Regions from separate parts of the Mus musculus genome. Here region 2 is linked to region 1. Evidence: chromatin contacts called from public HiChIP or PLAC-seq data. All regions are on one chromosome and are shown on one strand. The core of a region is the stretch at or near the end of the contact, and the rest is flanking DNA. Distances in the headings are between cores, read along the strand shown.

Region 1 (3,187 bases), core at 662-3,161:
TGTATATCACAGCAGTCCCCCCCACCCCAAAAAATAAAATAATAAGTGAAATGCTACAAACCTACTACCTTTCTCATGAACTGAATTTAAGACTCTGAAAAATATGTACAAGACACAAAGTGCTGGAAAAACCTAACTAGTTTGTGGTGGAAGTTCGATTTCAAGTTAACAGTAGGGCTTCTCCAACTTCTTATCAAAATACCAAGAATTTTGTACAAAAAAAAAAAAAGTTAGCGGGGGAAGAGGAGGAAGAGGAAGAGGAGGGGGAAGAGGAAGAAGAGGAGGAGGAGGAAGAAGAGGAGGGGGAGGGGGAAGAGGAGGAGGAGGAGGAAGAGGAGGAATAGGAAAAGGAGGAGGAGGAGGAGGAGGAGGAGGAGGAGGAGGAGGAGGAGGAGGAGGAGGAGAAAAAATCTCAAGGTGGGGGGAGGGGGCCAGGAAAGGCAATTGTGAATACTGAGGTGGTTTCAAGCAAAGCTGATGAGAGAGAGCACTGAAGAAGGCTCAGCTGTTAGAGCACTAGCTTCTCTTCCAGAAGGCCTGGTTTCAATTCCCAGCACCCACATGATAGCTCACAACCCGCTGTGACTCCAGTTCCAGGGGATCAGATTCCTCCTAGGACACCTACCCAAGTGGTGCACAAATCACACACATTAACATTTCATTTCTTTTTAATTAATGAAGGAAAATGATTACAATGTGCGCTCACTCACTCCCTACCCTACTGATAAGAAATTCTGATAATAAACTGAACCAGATTCTTTTTTATGAGCCTCGTGACTTGTGTAATTTCAACAGAAAAACCCATCTTCAACCGTATAAACAAAATACTCTTACCAAACTGGTCTACAATTAAAAATCCTACTCAATTCCAAAGCAAATGCTTTTGTGAAGCGAACAGACCAGATTAATTCTGCACAACTGAGCTCGAATTATTCTACCACCCACTTAGATTCGTCAAATCTCAGCCTTGGCCCTAGAGATAGGTTGAAATTGAAATCAGGTGACCCAAACTTCCCAAATAAATATGCATAGTGTAAAAGCTAAAAATAAAAATGCGACTGTTCTCTTGATCACACACTGAGGTTGAACACAGACATAAGCATTCAGTTAGTTCTACAAGGGTATTATTAGGAATACAGAATGAATAACACGCTCAATGTGACGTCTTAACATAAAGAAGAGCAGAATAATGGGTAAATAGTTCCTCTGTGCTTGCAAGTACTCCCCTTAGGGTATTTTCACACCCAGCAAGCCCTTTAGGAACACCAGCATCCAAAGTCCGGCCTACACCTGAGGCACACAGCACAGCTAGGGTCTCAGAAGCACCAGCTTTCAGACTTCAGCTCACACTTTCAGGATGTAGGAGTAGGGTCACCCTCAGCACTCACAACCCGTGGCGCCCAAGGGACACGCCCAACCCGCTCCCGCCCACGTAGCTCCCGCCCCCGGGGCGCCCACGTCCCCGCTGCCTAGCAACGCGGCGGGGCTTCCTAGCAACGCGACAAACTCCAGCCCTCCCCCGCCCGGAGGCGACCGCCCGAGGGATCCAGCCTACCTCCTTTTTCTTCTGTCCGCCCCCGAGCTGGATGCAGAGCAGCAGCAGCAAGAGGAGGAAGGGAAAGCTACCAGTAGGCAGGTAGCGCAACCGGCGGCCCGCCTGTCTCCGGCGTGAAGGAGCGGCCCTGGCACTCATGGCCGCAGGGCTGTGTCTCCTCCACGCGCGGTAGCCGTGCGCGCCCAGCTCCTACCGTGCCCGCGCCCGCCAGGCCAGTCGCCAGCAGCCTCTCCTGGCCAAGGCCTCGGGGTGGCAGCGGCTTCTCCAGGGAGCTGGGTGGAGGCTAAGGACGCGGAGGAGGAGGAGACTGACAGCGCATCCGGTTCACCAGGAGAGGGACAAGAATGGCGCGGGATGGAGCAGGAAGTGGGCGTGGCGAGAAAGCGGCTCTGTGCGCGCGCGTCTCCGCTGCTCTCTCCGGGGCTTCCTGTGTGCAAGCATCAAGAAGTAACCCCTTGCTTTCACCTCTGACCCAACGCTGGGCTGCCCACTAAGCACACAGGGCACAGGAGTGTGCAATGAGCCCGTTGAGCCAACCTGCCATCTGGATCAGGAGGACATCCCGCTGCCTTCTTGCACCAGAAGGTTCCCATCACTTTAATAAGTTGCTAGGGACCCCTATATGTATTCTCTTGAGGTCCTTACCACACTTGAAACACAACATAGTTGCCTGGATGTACATGAGTGTTCTACACTTTGCCCCGGGGTTTCTTCCACCTCCCATCAGGGCCCTTAGAAGCCAACCTGGCTAGAAGCTATTCATTCACTATTCATGAAGTTAGCAGCATTGCTCTAGAAACTAACAACATTTTTCTATTCAAAAATGAATAGAGCGTAATAAAGGCATCTTGTAACTGCATTGTTTCCTCTACCTAAAGATTTTTTTCTCTTGTACGATAAACACCTTTGATAGTCTGATGAAAAACCTAAAGACATTGAAAGTACTTTTAACTGCATAAATTATACACACACCCATATATATTTATGTATATATATATATAATTATTAAGGAATCCATTATAAAGCAAATATTCACATTGAAATAATTCACTTTGCTAACCAACAAATACTTGTAGTGGGGAGATATTAGACAATATTGTAAATATGAGAAACAATAGTTAAATGCTAGACATGACAAAAGGTCACAAAAGTGCAGGGGCATAGCTAATAAGTCACATGAGAGTCAAACAGTGCTCACAGATGGCATCTGACAGCAGTTTCAATCTTGTGATTTTTGATGTAGTGATCACAACATTCTATGTGACCTGTAGCAACTAGGCTATGATATGGCAAAGCCAGTTTCCATACAAAAGTAATAAATACTGCTGATTTGGCATAGTGTAGGATGAAAAAAAAAAGTTGTTCCACAACCACAGGAAATTTTAGTAAACATTTCATAGACACATTAACACTCAATATTTATGTGGTACAGCTAGAAAAAGATGAAGCAGCAATTCAAACTTTGGCAGTTCAGCCCTGTATCCATGCACATGCTACATCACCTTATTTAAAGTTTTATTTATTCTTATTGTATGTATATGAGTGTTTGCCTGCATATGTGTACGAAATGCACACCTGGTGTCTACAGAGGCCAGCAGAGGGTATCTAAGCACCTAGAACTGGAGTTACAGA
Region 2 (3,325 bases), core at 79-2,578, 640 kb before region 1:
GAATCTGCGCCCATCTGCTACTAGAGAAAGCCCTTCTGATTACAATTGCTCGGTACCAATCTATGAATGTAGCAGAATATTGTTACAGTCGAGGACACCAGAAAAAATATGATCCACAGAATGAACTAAGCAGAGCTCATAGGAGCTCACAGAGACTAAAGTAGAAATTACAGAGCCTGCCTGTCTGTACTGGGTCCTTTGCCTATAAATTGTTCTGTACCTTGCTGTTTTGTCGGACTCCTAACAGTGGGAGGGAGGTGTCTATGACTCATTTTCCTACTCTTGGAACCATTTTTTCTTCTACTGGGTTGCCTTGTGCAGCCTTATGAGGGTTTGTGCTTAGTGTTATTGTAACTTGTTATGTTGTGATTGGTTGATATCCCTCTGAGCCCTGCTTTTTCTGAAAGAAAGTGGATCATACGGAGAGTAGAGGTAATGTGAAGCAGAACTGGGAAGAGTGTGTTGGAGGGGAGAAACTGTGGTGAAGATGTATTGTATGAGATAATAATAATAATAATAATAATAATAATAATAGGAGGAGGAAGTTGAGAAAGAAAAGGAGGAGGAGGAGGAGGGAAAATTTCTTCTGTTTGGAGCACCAATAATTGCCTGTGGGATATGTTACATATTTCTTTCAGAAATATTAGTTGTAAATCTTAATAATGCAATATTGAATTTTTAAGTGGGTTATACTTTAACTGGAGGAATGTAACTGAATGGATAAGGAAACTGTACAAACCTCTGACCACGTGTCAGAAGGTACAGGGTTTTCCTTTCCTTTGAGCTGACTCTTCAGCCTCCTTTAGTCCACATGGTCCTATAAAATGCTGAAATGATTTACTAAGAGCATCACAGAGAGAGCTGAAGTAAGCAAGAGCATCATTGTTTACCTTGGTTAAATGCTGTATACTTTCCTTATGTTCTGCTCTTTGCTATAAAGACAGTGTGTGTGTGTGGGGGGGGGGAGTGATACAAAACAAAACATGGTATCTTTCTCTACACTGTACCACTGCAAGAAGACACAGTGAGAAATAATGAATGTTGTAGAAGCCACTCACAACGTATTAGCCAGGGATGGCTGATGGAATGTCAATTTTGTATCCTGCTCCAAAATTCTTGCTCCTCTTTGAATTTTAACTTCTCCTTTTCATTTTACAATGTCCTTTAAGGAAAGGGAATGAGTTATCTGACAAATTTAGATTTTGCTAACTTGTGCATTGAAGAGAAGGCTATTGAAGTACAATTCAGAGAAAGGTTTTCAACACACAACTGTGTCATTTCCTTTCCTTGTGGGCTAGATGCTGAAATACTGTGAGATAAAGATTTTAGGTTTCAATTGTAAAGAGAGGGAAGTGGATAAATCAGTGCTGTCTTCTTTACCAGCAATGACAAAAGAGGTATAGTTTAATTTATTTCTTATTTAAATTACTTATGTTGACAGTGAGTCTACTCTTGTACAAGTGTGTATGTGTGTGTGTGTGTGTGTGTGTGTGTGTGTGTGTATGTGTGTGTGTGTGTGTGTGTGAGAGAGAGAGAGAGAGAGAGCACAACAGACAGACAGACAGAGTATCTGATCAATAATTTCTAGTAAACTCTTATTCTACCACTAGTAGTTTAGTTTTGTTGCTTAACAGGTAAACTGGTAGTTAAAATTCTTGACATTGTCTTCAATAAAAATATAATACATATGCACAAAACAAACTAATTTGTAGTCAGATTAGCAAACAAACTTTGTCACATAACTATGTGTGTTTTGTTAAAATGCTGGCTTTGTTTAAAGTATTTTTTATAGCTTAGTGTGTTTCCTTGCCATTTTCTTCTTGTGAAATTTCTGGCTTTAACCTGATTGCTGTATTAATATTTCTTTGCTTAGAGAGTGAATGGCTGCCGAGTCTCTTCTGCTGCAACAGTTTGAATTACATATGAGGAAGAGATACAAAGAAAAAAAATACAGTTAATTTTGTAAGAAGTTCACAATTTAAAGCATATGGCCAAGCAGAACTAATATAATTCGGGCTTCTTCCGTAGAATAAAATTAGTTTTTGTAACTACTATGTGAATGGGAGGAGTTATTGCTTTAAAGGCAAAAGTGTTGGTGGGATGTTACAATTTAGGGTGATTTGGATGGGTGGGTAAGCCTTGCACAGCATAAAATTGGGCTGGTGTTATCACTGGCCATGTGGAACTGTGGCAGAGAAGTGACAGAGCTGAAATGATGAATGTATGGGGCAGCACCAGGGAGCTCACAGTATATGAGCGCATCAAACCTGATGGTCCTCACTTCCAGCTGTATAACATTGAGTAAATACCTAAGCCATTTATGTCTTGGTTTCCTAAATGCAAGATTAGGAGAGAATCTGTCTATAGAGCTCACAGAACTGCCTTGAAGCTAAAATAAGCAAAACTCATAAAGTAATACAGAATCGTAAAAAATGCTGATGCAGTTTATTGCCAGCTCTGTAGTAGGCAAGCTTAAAAATTACTTCAGTCTTCAAGTATTCCTTTACATTGATCGTATATTAACATTTTACACATATAAAAATTGTTCAAAGCTTTAAAAATAATCCCTGCTTTCTTAAAGTCATTTAGCTAAAAGAATGATATATTCGTCTTTCCACTTAGGAACAGTTTGTTAATTTTTTTATTTTTTCTGTTTTCATTTTTGAGAATTTTATAGAATATATTTTGATCATATTCTTTTTTGACATGTTTGGTTTTCGACTCGAACATTAGTACTTTTTATATTTTACTAGCAAGGACAATTGTCACTACTATAAGGCATAAACAGTCTTCAACAGGAGTCTTTATACATTCATTTTTATCATTGCATACACAAATACAATAACTTTAAAGGTGATATAAATTATCAGCTACCTATATTAAAAGCAGGGTTTTAATTTAAAAGAATAAGAAATGTTACATTGGAGAAATTTACCCCACTGTTAAGAAAAAATGACTGTAAAATGATCATGACAATTATAAGTATACATTTATCTTAGAAGAAATGATATGCAGAAATATGAACAGACAAATGGCCAGGCACATGGTCACAGGCCTCTTGTCCACCTGCTTGGAACACCAAGGTAGTCAGACAACAAGATGAAGATGTTCCTAGGCTAGAGAGTAAGTTCAATTCCAGTCTGGACAATTTCAGTCAGGTCTTGTCTCAAAATGAAAAGTAAGAGAGTACTACGGGTGTAGTTTTCTTGCAGCACCTTTACTGAGCAGAGAATTATCTCTAAGTCTAATGCTAGTATTCTGACGACAACAACAAAAAATTCTCAAATGGTTAGTAGATGCTAGATACACATAAATTCCTTAGTTA

The links. HiChIP or PLAC-seq counts read pairs in DNA pulled down with a chosen protein or histone mark.
Region 2: an H3K4me3 HiChIP or PLAC-seq map of bone marrow-derived macrophages shows a contact between it and region 1, with 8 times the contacts expected there. The contact joins the promoter of Msr1 here to the promoter of Tusc3 in region 1. A contact is called at or near these places in 2 of 39 promoter capture datasets (hippocampal neurons and liver), 2 of 115 datasets of contacts at active chromatin or transcription factors (both in bone marrow-derived macrophages) and 1 of 9 other capture datasets (macrophages).

What each region holds. Positions count from the first base shown.
Region 1 is chr8:39,004,569-39,007,755 of GRCm38.p6, reverse strand. It overlaps Tusc3 (tumor suppressor candidate 3), which reads right to left and starts at 1,911. Exons shown (of 10, transcript NM_030254.4): 1 at 1,556-1,911. The coding sequence starts at 1,693.
Region 2 is chr8:39,640,681-39,644,005 of GRCm38.p6, reverse strand. It overlaps Msr1 (macrophage scavenger receptor 1), which reads left to right and starts at 1,328. Exons shown (of 10, transcript NM_001113326.1): 1 at 1,328-1,397. The coding sequence starts at 1,386.